Regions from separate parts of the Gossypium arboreum genome. Here region 2 is linked to region 1. The links are chromatin contacts, called in public Hi-C maps. All regions are on one chromosome and are shown on one strand. The core of a region is the stretch at or near the end of the contact, and the rest is flanking DNA. Distances in the headings are between cores, read along the strand shown. Region 1 holds the start of LOC108476403 (aldo-keto reductase family 4 member C10-like). Region 2 holds the start of LOC108475235.

Region 1 (5,844 bases), core at 2,428-4,927:
GTTTTGGCCATTTAGGCTTATATCCCTAAACGACACCGTATGGTCATATTATAAAGTCCAAATTTCTCAAAAAAAAACCATTTATGCAGTATTTTCTTAAAAAAAACAAAAGGGTCATCCCCAAATTTTTTAGAGAGGGACTTAGGCCTTTGCTAAGTTCCATCGGCCACCCTTCGTACTAGCGAAGGTAACCACCATTGGTGGTGGCCGGAATATTGCCCGAAACCCGATATAACCCCCCTTTCTTTCACATAAAATAGATTTAAGGCCTTCAAAATCCCTAAACCAATCGACTTTCGACCCTTGGCTTCTTCCGTTGCAACCTTAACCGAACCCTTAAGGATCCATTGGCTTCTAGACCAGAGAAGCGATAGCCGAAGAATATCAACACCAAAAAAAGGTAAAATCTTTCACCTTATCGTATAACTGTAGTAGTTTCAAATGGAAACAAAAGAGAAAATATAAAAATAAAAATCCAAATAGAATAATCAAAGCAAAAACGAATAAAGAAACCACTTTTTTATTATTTTTTATTTCGATTTCTATGGTATTTTTTTGTATTTCGAATATTGAGTTTTTATTTCCAAAATCCCCCCTTTTACAATCGTTTTTTGTGTGGCTTTATAGCCGAAATACATGTTACTGTTCTATCACTATTCAGCCTTGCTTCTGCTGCTGCGTTTTTGCTGTGTTTTTGCTTCTTTTTGGGTTACTTTGCAGGTCTGCTAGGAGTCAACGAGGGCAGGTTTTCGTTTTGGTGCAAGAAGCGGGTGGTGCGCTCGAGGCACGTGGGGGGAGCTGCGGCATTGGAGAGGGGAACCCTAGGGTTCCTCCGAAAATGTTAAGTTTTTGGGCTGGGCTTAGGATTTGCAAAATTGGGTAGTGAGTTTTGAGTCCATGCTTGTAACTTGGGTATCTGGCATGTAGCCTGTTTTGTAATTTGGACCTTGTAATAATGGACTTTTGTTGTTTTTTTTGGATTTTGATTTTTGTTGATTTGGGCTCGGGCAGGGCAAAATAGGCCTGTTACAATAGATATTAAAAAACTTAATATAATTAATATTAGTAATATTTAGTAACAAAAAATAATTTTCTATTCACTATTTACAATTTTGAAGTTGGTACTTTTAAGATAGATAGATAGTCTTTTTTATATGCACCTCTACTATATACGTTGTCACCGCATTATGCTTCATAATCAACCTCGGCATCTTATTATGCTCCGCCATTAACCCCAATATCATATTATGCATCATCTCTAACTTCTGCCATCATTTTATACACTATCGCCGAGTAGAGAGCTACTAGGTCTAATACTTATAAATTTTTGAATAGATTGATTTAATAAAATTCTATTATTATAATGAATATCTTTTGTCTATTATTTTTAATGATTTTTGCACGTAAAGTAAAATAAAAATAAATATTGATTGATTGGTTATCTAATGTTTAACTAATACTAAGTGTAATTACATGGACAAGTTGTAATGAGAATACACTTATATTAGTAGACAATTTAAAGATATTTTTAGTCTAATCGAAATTAAGCAAGAAGATTCAAAGACTAATATCTATCAAGTTCAAATGTGGGTGGTATTATTTTAAATATCAGAGCAGGCGGCTTCGAAAAATTTGAGACATATCAACTAGACTTTGAGCTACTTTTATACATTTAAAAAAGAAAAAAGCTTAAGGGTGTAAGAAGCCCTCAAACTTTTTCAAAAAAAGTAATTAAGTCCCTCTTTTTTTTTTTTTTGCACTCAATTGAACATTTGCACTTTTAAATTGTATCAAAAAAGCCTTCAAACTTCTTGAAAAAAAGCAATTAAGCCCCTGCCTTTTTTTTACTCAATTGAGTACTTGAACTTTCAAAGTGCATCAAAAAGACCCTCAAAATTTTTTAAAAAAGAAATTAAGCTCCTACTCTTATTAAAATTATAAATAATAAAAATAATAAATTTTAGAAAAATTATTAAATTTTAATAAAATATAAAACTTATAAATTTTAATTTTTTATAAAAATAGTAAAAAATTGTAAAATTTTATAAAAATCATAAAAATTAACGACCCTAGTTTTTTTTCAATTAAAGTCATCATGTGTTGCAACACAACGTGACATGTATGGAGAATGATAAAAATAAAAATCAATAAAGTTATAGAAAAATTATAAAATAATTCTTTAGGAATGATAATTTTATAATTTTTTACTGAAATTTATATTTCTTTACATTTTGTATAATTTTCTTATGAGTTTATAAAATTTTATAATTTTAATATTTCTATATATTTTATAACTTTTACAATTTTATATATTTTTATGTTTCTTCTAATTTTTAATATTTAAATTTTTATTAAAATTTAATAATATTTTTAGCTTTTTATTGATTTTAATTTTTATAAATTTTTTAATTTTGAATAAAAGCATGTGATTAATTGTTTTTTCTTTTTTGCAAAAGTTTGAGAGAGTTTTTTGATGTATTTTGAAAGTTAAAGTACCTAATTGAGTGTAAAAAAAAATAGATGTTTAATTGCTTTTTTTGAAAAGGTTTGAGGGCCTTTTTGATATATTTTAAAAGCTCAAATATCCAAATGAGTGAAAAAGAAAATAAGTACCTAATTATTTTTTCTTTTAAAGTTTGAGGGCTTTTTGCAAATTAAATTAAAAAAAGGGACAAACTTCAGCAATTTGGCAGCACAAATTTCCCGTTTACATTGCATGCATTAAGAAGGATTGAATTTGTGATATTCATCAGATCTATTTAGTGAACTTCTCCTTGAGCTGGTTGTTGATAGTAGGACATCATTCTTAGGGTAAACATAATAAACACAGATTTTTCTGTGTTATCGGCTAAAATCACATCAATCTGAAATATGGTTTTGGAATCAATGCAGCTTTTACAAAGGACTGGTGACTTGATGAATATAGGAGATGATAAATATTCAGAATCTGATCTGAAATGGAAAATGATATTAATTATGTATCAGATCATTTATTTGTTGGATTTGCAGCAAAAACCAAAGTTCCCATTTCACAAACATAGATGTTGAGAAAATCAAGCCATGCAATATATTCTTCTGTACTTGCCAGTCAAACTAGAGGGTAAGTTTGCGTAAAAGCGTGGTAGTTATAAAACAATTTCTCACACTTCCTTTTCACCCTAATTAATTTTTCTTCCTTTCTATTCTTGGCTGTACATATTTGGAGCTTTTCTTTGCCACTTTGTATAAAATCTATCACTGTTCTTCTGCAAATTTGTCCAATGGTTACTATCACATTCACTTAATAATTTGATGAAAAATTAAATAAAAAAACCAGAGATGGGAAACAAAACAAAAGCAGCTTTTCTGATTCCATGTTCCAGGATATGACTGCTTCTTTTGTTTTACTTATAGTAACCATTGTGTTTTTTATGTTTATATGGTTCTTACAGAGACAAAAAGGAAGAGATTCCAAATAAAGTTTGTTTGACTTGTAGGAAATGTAACTTCAACTAAACCACCATTTGGAACTTCAGAACAACATTGTGATTACTGCTGCCACCTCCCCTCCACTCTACTGTCTGTGCCGTCACCTGTCTCCATAAATGGAATGCCAACTCTTCACTTGGACCAATATCACTTACAAAACACCCTATGAGTATTTATAATTGAAGAAATCAAATAATAACTTTGTTACCCTTTTACTGGTACCAAACTGTAATCCTTAGGAGACTGTCCCAACACCCTAGTCTACCCATTTGTTAGAACTTACCAAGTCCTATCACAACGAATATTCTCACATTGAAACCAATAGATATGGCTTAAAGAGAACCAGAACAGTATCTGAAAATAAAAAAATAATAAAAGAAATTGAATTTCAATGACACAAATCAAAAGAGATACTGGGAGCAATGTCCAATGAATGTAGTTGTGATTTGTGAAGTTGGGTGCTTGGTAGGTGGTGGGTAGGATTCATTTGAGACAACCCCTTTCTTCCAGTTTGGTACATACATAGCCCTTCATTTTTCTTTTTCTTTTATATTCCTATTAAAATTTTCAACGTGATGATCTAACTCATTATTATTTTATATTTGACCTTTTGTCTTTTGTCTAAAATAGATGGACAGATTCATAAATTTGAATACCGTGTATATAAAAAATATGTTATAATTATATACACATACTCCAGGCTACAAGTAAAAGAGTGCTGTTTTATCTCTTGATGGGGGGTGGTTTAGTTTATAAGTTTATTTTGCTTCCCTGAGTTGCCATTGTTGACCTTGATCCTCTCTTTTGAAGTTCAGCTGTATCATACGCTTTTTTTCCATACGCAAAGCGGGAAAAAAGAAAAGTCCTTGGTATTTGGTGGCTGTGGTCTGAATTTTTTGAGGTTTGTTTATTACTTTTCTTTTAATATATAGTTTGATTTCGGATCAATTGTAATGGATAAACAGCAGCTGAGTTCTTTTTTAGTATTTGAAGTGAAGTCTTGGTTTTTTTAATAAAGAATGTTCTTTTAGTATTCTTGCTGATTTGGGTTGTCTAGTTTTTGAGATTTTAGTAGTGGGTTTTTGGTTTGATTTCCATATCTTACTGCAATCCTTTGAAATCGGGTTTTTTTCTCTCTGTTTGTTGGAAACTTTAGAGTTGAAATCTTGCTCCCCCCAACCCCCTTTTTTGATTCTTGGTTGGTGGGTCAAGAAAATCAAGGGAAATGAAAGGGAAAACTGGGAATTTCTTTGTGTTGAATACTGGAGCTAAAATTCCAGCCATTGGGCTAGGAACATGGCAGAGTGGAGGAGACCTCTGCGTTGATGCTGTGAAAACAGCATTGTCGGTGGGTTACCGCCATATAGATTGTGCACATCTTTATGGCAATGAGGTTGAAGTTGGGGAAGCTTTGGCTGAAGCCTTCAAGGGTTCTTTGAAAAGAGAAGATGTTTTCTTAACCTCTAAGCTTTATTGTACTATGAATTCATTAAATAAGATCGAGAATTATGTTAAGGTGTCTCTTAAGAACCTTGGGGTCTCCTACTTGGATCTTTATTTGATGCATTGGCCTGAGATCTCGGCTTTTGGAGATGCAACCGATCCTCCTTCAAAGTCAGGGAGCGAGCGTAGGCAGTTTTTGAGTCGGCTGAAGAAGGTGTGGAAGGCAATGGAAGCATTAGTTGAATCGGGTTTGGTTAGAGCTATTGGTGTAAGCAATTTCAGTGTGCCTCAGATCAAAGAACTGCTTAAATTCACAAAAATTGTACCTGCAGTTAACCAGGTTTGATAGAGATCACCTTCTTCTTCTTTTTTTCCTTAAATTTGAATTCATTCTAATTTCAGTTATTCCTGCATAAACAAGAATTGTCATTTGCTTTGATTTATTAATAACTTCACCGTGAAGTAAATTCATTACTAGTTAGAGATCCAGCCATTGAGTGTCTTCTATTTAATTTTCTTGCAGTGATTCAGTCTAATGAACATGTATGATGATATGCACCTTGGTTTGCATAAAATTACTCTCAGAATGTTTGATATATGGTATGCGAAACTCAAGGCAAACTTTTAGTACTTGATGCACAAGAATCTTTGTTTATTGTAACTGTTTGGTTATGGTTAGGAATTTCAACGATTGGTACTTACTTGATAATCACTGTAATCAAAAGTGGAAACAAACCACATCCAGCATGGATTATCTACTATCATGTGAAAGCACATAATTTTGAGCAACCCCTTGCTTGTACCTTGAGGAATGCATTTTGCTTGGGACTTGGTTTTTTGTACGCAGCATCTTACTATTAGAGTTTATATTTGCTAAACATGTAACCTTCTATATAAATTATGTAAATTTTCCTTTACATGAGTTTTATTCAA
Region 2 (5,844 bases), core at 1,122-3,621, 200 kb before region 1:
GTGTTTAATGGTGGATGTTTTTGTAGGGTTTTAAGGATCTTTCTTTGGTATTGTTTTAGACTGGTACCGCGCTTCGTTTTCCTTTGTTTTCATGGTTTATTTTGCATCTTTCCCTGGCTGGGTATTTGCTTTCTGTCCGGAGGAGTGCTTCATTTTCTCCTTGTTCTTGACCCACTTCTTGATACGGTGTGAGAAGGATTAGGTTTCCTTCTTGTCATAAAGTTTTTTTGCTGAAATTATCGGGGTTTGGGGAACTCCGCAACTGTTAGGGAGCTAAAGCAAATGATTGCTGCTTATAAACCTAATATTATTTTCCTAAGCGAAACTAAGATGAGTGCTAATGATTTCTGTCAAGTCCAAAATAGATGCAGGATGCAGAGTGGTTTAGCAGTGAACTCAGAAGGACTCAGCGATGGTCTTACATTAATGTGGGAGGAAGGAATGGATGTTACCATTCAAAGCTTCTCTAAGTACCACATTGATTCCATGGTTCAGTTGAAAAATCAGTCTAACATCTGTGTGACATGCGAATCCAAATTTAAGAAGTAATTCATAGGAAATGCTGGAAAGGGTTGGTGGTTTGGTTAGAGAGGATTGGGTGGTTGGGGGGACTTTAATGCGATCCTGAATGAAGCTGAAAAAGACGGAGGGCGGCGGAAGGTGAAGGCATATATGGATGAGTTCAAAAACGTTCTTTCCAATTTAGCTCTAGTTGATATTAAACCTGTTAGAGGGTGGTTTACTTGGGTCAATAACAGAAGTGGGGGAAACATGATAAATGAAAGGGACAGATTTATTACCTCAGTGTCTATGATTGAGAAATACCCAATTATGACCTCTAGAGTGGTGCGGCAAACACAGTCCGATCATGATGCTCTCATATGGGACATGTGGGGTAGTAAGACTAAAGAGTACCCTAGAGAACAAAGATTAAATTTTAGATTTAAAGAATACTGGGTTATGGATGGTGAGGCTAAAAATGTTATTAGTAGTGAGTGGAATCGGGAATCTACAAATTATGTCAACAAGCTTGAGAAGATTCAGGGAGTACTTGGCCGGTGGCAGAGGGATAAATATGGGAAAATGAAGAATGATATGCGTAAGTTGGAAAGTAAAATTGATAGGGTCATCAACTCTGAAAGAAGGGATGAAAGTACGATCATACTAAGGGAGATGAGGAGCAGACTCAGCCAACTTTACGCTAGGGAAGAAAAATAATGGGCTCAAAGGTCAAGGTCTCAATGGTTAAGAGATGGGGATAGGAATACGAGATATTTTCATGCTAGGGTTACAGGTCGGTTAAAGAAAAACACTATTGAGAAGCTTAAGAATGAGGATGGGTTATGGGTGACTGACAGTAAGGATATTAGTGATGTGGCTAAAAACTACTTTTGAAGGCTTTTTCGGTCAAATGGTCAGAATGTTGAGAACCATGATATGGAGTATATTCACGAATGTGTTACTATAGAGACAAATGAGAGGCTTATGATGGACTACACGGAAAACGAAGTTCTTCAAGATATTAAACAAATGAACCCTCATAAAGCTCCTGGGATTGATGGTCTATCAGGAAGTTTTTTCAAACACCATTGGGAGATTGTTGGAAATGAAACTATTCAATTCTGTCTGGACATTCTTAATGGCAAAAAAGATATATCTGATATTAATGAGACAATGATTATATTAATTCCAAAAATTCGTGATCCATGTCAAATTACTAACTATCGACCCATTAGTTTATGTAGGTTTATTTACAAGATCGTTTCAAAGGTTCTGGCTAATCGGCTTAAAGTTGCCCTCTTGAGATGCATCAGTCAGAATCAAAGCGCGTTCGTACTAGGAAGAATGATACATGATAATATCTTAATCGCACATGAACTCTTACATTACCGGTAAAGCTCTAAAAATGGCCCAAATAAAGGGTTAGTAATCAAGATTGATATGACTAAAGCATATGACCGAGTGGAATGAGATTTTATTGAGAAAGTAATGAAGAAAATGGGGTTTGCTGAGAAGTGGATAGACAAAATTATGAGCTGCGTCCGGTCGGTAAGATACTTAGTTAAGTGTAATAATTTTTTATCGGACATTATTATTCCCAAGAGAGGTCTCCGTCAAGGGGACCCTCTATCCCCTTATTTGTTTCTATTCTGTATGGAAGCCTTGTCAAGGATGCTGATACAAGCTCAGTATAAAAAGTCTTTAAAAGGAATCAGGACTAATATTAAAGGACTCAGGGTTAATCACTTATTTTTTGCTGATGATGCCCCATTGTTTGTTAAAAATAAGAGAAGTGATATTAACTATCTTATTCATATACTGAAGGTTTTTGCTAATGTCATAGGATAAGAAATTAATTATGAGAAATCTATGGTTCTTTTTAGTTCTAATATTCCTAGAGAACAGAGACACAATTTCAGTGTAATTCTTGGCATGAAGGTGGTTGAGAAGCTGGATAACTATATTGGTCTTCCTCTTCCTATTGGAAAAAAGAAAATAGTGGCTTTCCAGGAGATTATTAACAATATGTCATGCAAATTAAACAGTTGGACCAAGAGGCTCCTTTCATTTGGTGGTAAGGAAGTCTTCATCAAAGCAGTTCTTCAGTCCATTCCAACATATGCGTTGTCGATCTTTAAGGCTCCTAGAGGTGTGCTGGACGACATACAATCAAAGCTGAGTAGAGCTTGGTGGACGGGCAAAGAAAAAGGCAGATTTTGGGCGATGGTTCCGTGGAAAACTTTGTGTCACCCGAAAGGTATGGGTGGAATTGGCATAAGGGACATCAGACTTTTCAACTTGGCTCTTCTGGGGCGGCAAGTCTGGAGGCTTGTTAGTAACAAAGACACCCTGTGTTTTAAAGTCTTATCGACTAAGTATTTCCCCGACAACAATATCTTTCATTCCAAGAAGACTGAAAAAGTGTCCTTTACACGAAATAGCATTGTGGCTACAGAAAATATCCTTAAAGATGGGTTCGGGTGGCAGGTAGGAAATGGAAATAAGATAAACATAAGGGAAGACAATTGGGGGATAGAAGGCTTAAACGGTGGAACTTTTAATATGGATATGACCGATCCGAATGATAGTAGTGTGGTTGACCTATGGATTAAGGAACAGAAAAGCTGGAACAGGGATAAAATCTATAAGATGTACTGGCAGGATTGGGGGGATAAAATTTATAACCTCCCCATTGGGAGAATTGACCATGATGATAGAATAATATGGTTTCATAATTGTATGGCTGTTACACCTCAAAGTCTACTTACTTCTGGTTGCTGTTGAAAGAGTTGGGATTTGGCCCACACAGATTTTTTTGGAAAGCACTATGGAAGCTTGATACCTTACCGAAGATATGGGTATTTACTTGGCGAGCGGGACATGAAATTCTCCCAACAAATAGTAAAATTGCTTCCATCAGACAGGGCTTTGAAAAGGGATATCCGAGATGTGGAGCCGAGACATAAACGGTGTTACATGCTTTAAAAGACTGCCCGATGTCGAGTGCAGTTCTCTCGATAGGAGGATTGTCCAAGAGCTTTATCAAAAAGAAATATGACCATTGCATTGATTGGTTGGAAGACATGATACGTGTCTTTGACAAAAGAGCTATGGCCGACTTAATGACAACATTAGGAATTGCTAGAATAATAGAAATAACAATATCTTCAGGGGAAAAGAAGAGGAGGCTCAGCTAATATAGGAAGGAGCAAGCAACCTGAACAAGGAATTTCGAACTTGTAACACGTCAAATGCTCCATTAATTTCACATAATGTCTTAGAGAAACAGTGGGTTAAACCTCCAAAGGGCTTTACTAAAATAAATTTTGATGCTACAGTTGGTGGAAACAGAATCGGGCATGGGACTATCATAAGAGATGAAGAAGGCTTTGTTTTAGGAGGCGGTGGGGGTTTTAAAGAGGGAAGGCTGTCGGTGGAAGAGGCTGAATGCATGGCCTTTGAAGAAAGCATTAAAGTGGCGCGTAAATTAAAAATAAATGGTCAAGTTCTTTTTGAGACGGACCACGTTGGGTTGGTCAATAGGCTAAGCAATATAGCCAATGACGTCACAAATATAGGCACCCAAATTAAGGAATGCACAATAGCTTTCAATTTGTTTCAATCAGCCAAGTTAATTTGGATCGTTCGGTCTTGTAATAATGTAGTCCATTTACTTTGTAAAAAATGTATAGTGAAGGCAAAAACTATTTTTTTATATGGATTATCCATCGGAAATCCACGAAGCTGTAATTTGTGATGTTACGTAATAATATGAGGTGACCCTTGTGGTCGTTTTTTGTTAAAAAAAAAAGTGAATTTCATACATACCTGAGCCACTTAGCTCATTCACATATTCTTTCTCAACTTGACTTTGCTCGATAAATCATTCGGAATCATTAAGGATACTCAAAAATCACATAAGCTCATACAATGCCATATCCCAGATATGGTCTTACATGTTATCACACATCGATGCCACTGTCCTAGACAGGGTCTTACACGTAATCGATTAACGATGCCAATATCCCAGACATGGTCTTACACGTAATTACAATACAATGTCAATGTCCCAGACATGGTCTTACACGTAATCACAATACAATGCCAATGTCCCAGACATGGTCTTACATGTAATCTCATCTCGGTAGCCTAATGTCATGACATTCGTATCCTATACTATTCCTAAGGTTCGTACGGAACTTTCGGATGTCGTAACTCTGTCAATTCTTACTCGTAATTGCTCGTTCAACATTTATAACAATTCAATTACAAATAAATTCATATAATTCAATTTAAAGACATTTATTTGCATATGAACTTACCTCGTAATCGGAATAGAAGGATCGTATCAACTATTAGATAACTTTCGATTTCTTTCGATCTAAATCCGATTTCTTTCATTCTTGATCTAAACACATTCAAAATTAACTCATTTATTCACCAAAAAATTCAATTTAGTCCACAAACACATATTTGGGCATTTTTTCACTTTAGCCCCTAAAGTTTTACATTTCTTACAATTTAGTCCCTATTTCATAAAAACACAATTTACAATAATTTCAATTAAACCCAAGCTATCCGAATTTCTATAGGATCCTTAACAGGCCAATTTTATCAATATTTTACACATTTAGCCACACATTTTCATCTTTTCACAAATTAACCCCTTTTATGAAATTTCACTAAAAATCACTTTACGAAACATGATAATCTATCATCAAAAATTCATATTTCATCATCAAATACCAAATAACACAGTAACTCATCAATGGAAACTCTCAAAATCTTTAATAATTTCAAAAATTATGACACGGGCTAGCTAGTACTCAAAGCAACGATCACAAAAACATAGAAATCTTCAAAAACTAAGCTAAAATCGTACCTCAATCAAGTAAGGAGAGTGTCGAATGTTTGAGTCCTAAAATGGCTTTCTTCTTCTCTAAATTCGATGGATGGATGCATGAAAATGATGAACATTTTCTTTTGTTTTAATTAAAACATAAGTTAATAATTAATTTACTAATTTGACCTTAGTTTAAAACATTAATAAATCACATAATATAAGACCATTAATGTCCATTAACCTTATTAATGGCATAATAACATCATAAGGACCTTTGGTTTAATAAACCATAGCATTTAGGCACTTTAACTTATAGCATGCTACTTTTGCATTTTACGCGATTAAGTCATTTTCTCAAATTAATAACTTAAACGATAAAATTAGCTCACAAAAATTTCACACATACATATTCACATGCTATAAACACCAAAAATAATATTAAAATAATTTTACGATATCGAATTTGTGATTCCGAAACCACTGTTCCAATTTAGCTAAAA

The links. Hi-C and Micro-C count contacts between places; a contact is called where the count stands out from the background.
Region 2: a Hi-C map of leaf shows a contact between it and region 1, with 2.6 times the contacts expected there. The contact joins the promoter of LOC108475235 here to the promoter of LOC108476403 in region 1. A contact is called at or near these places in 2 of 5 Hi-C or Micro-C datasets (both in leaf).

The regions. Positions count from the first base shown.
Region 1 is chr3:39,764,367-39,770,210 of ASM2569848v2, reverse strand. LOC108476403 (aldo-keto reductase family 4 member C10-like) reads left to right here and starts at 3,677. Exons shown (of 5, transcript XM_017778617.2): 1 at 3,677-3,982; 2 at 4,284-4,369; 3 at 4,625-5,251. The coding sequence starts at 4,694.
Region 2 is chr3:39,965,376-39,971,219 of ASM2569848v2, reverse strand. It overlaps LOC108475235, which reads left to right and starts at 2,371. Exons shown (of 1, transcript XM_017777215.1): 1 at 2,371-3,285. The coding sequence starts at 2,371. The coding sequence ends at 3,285.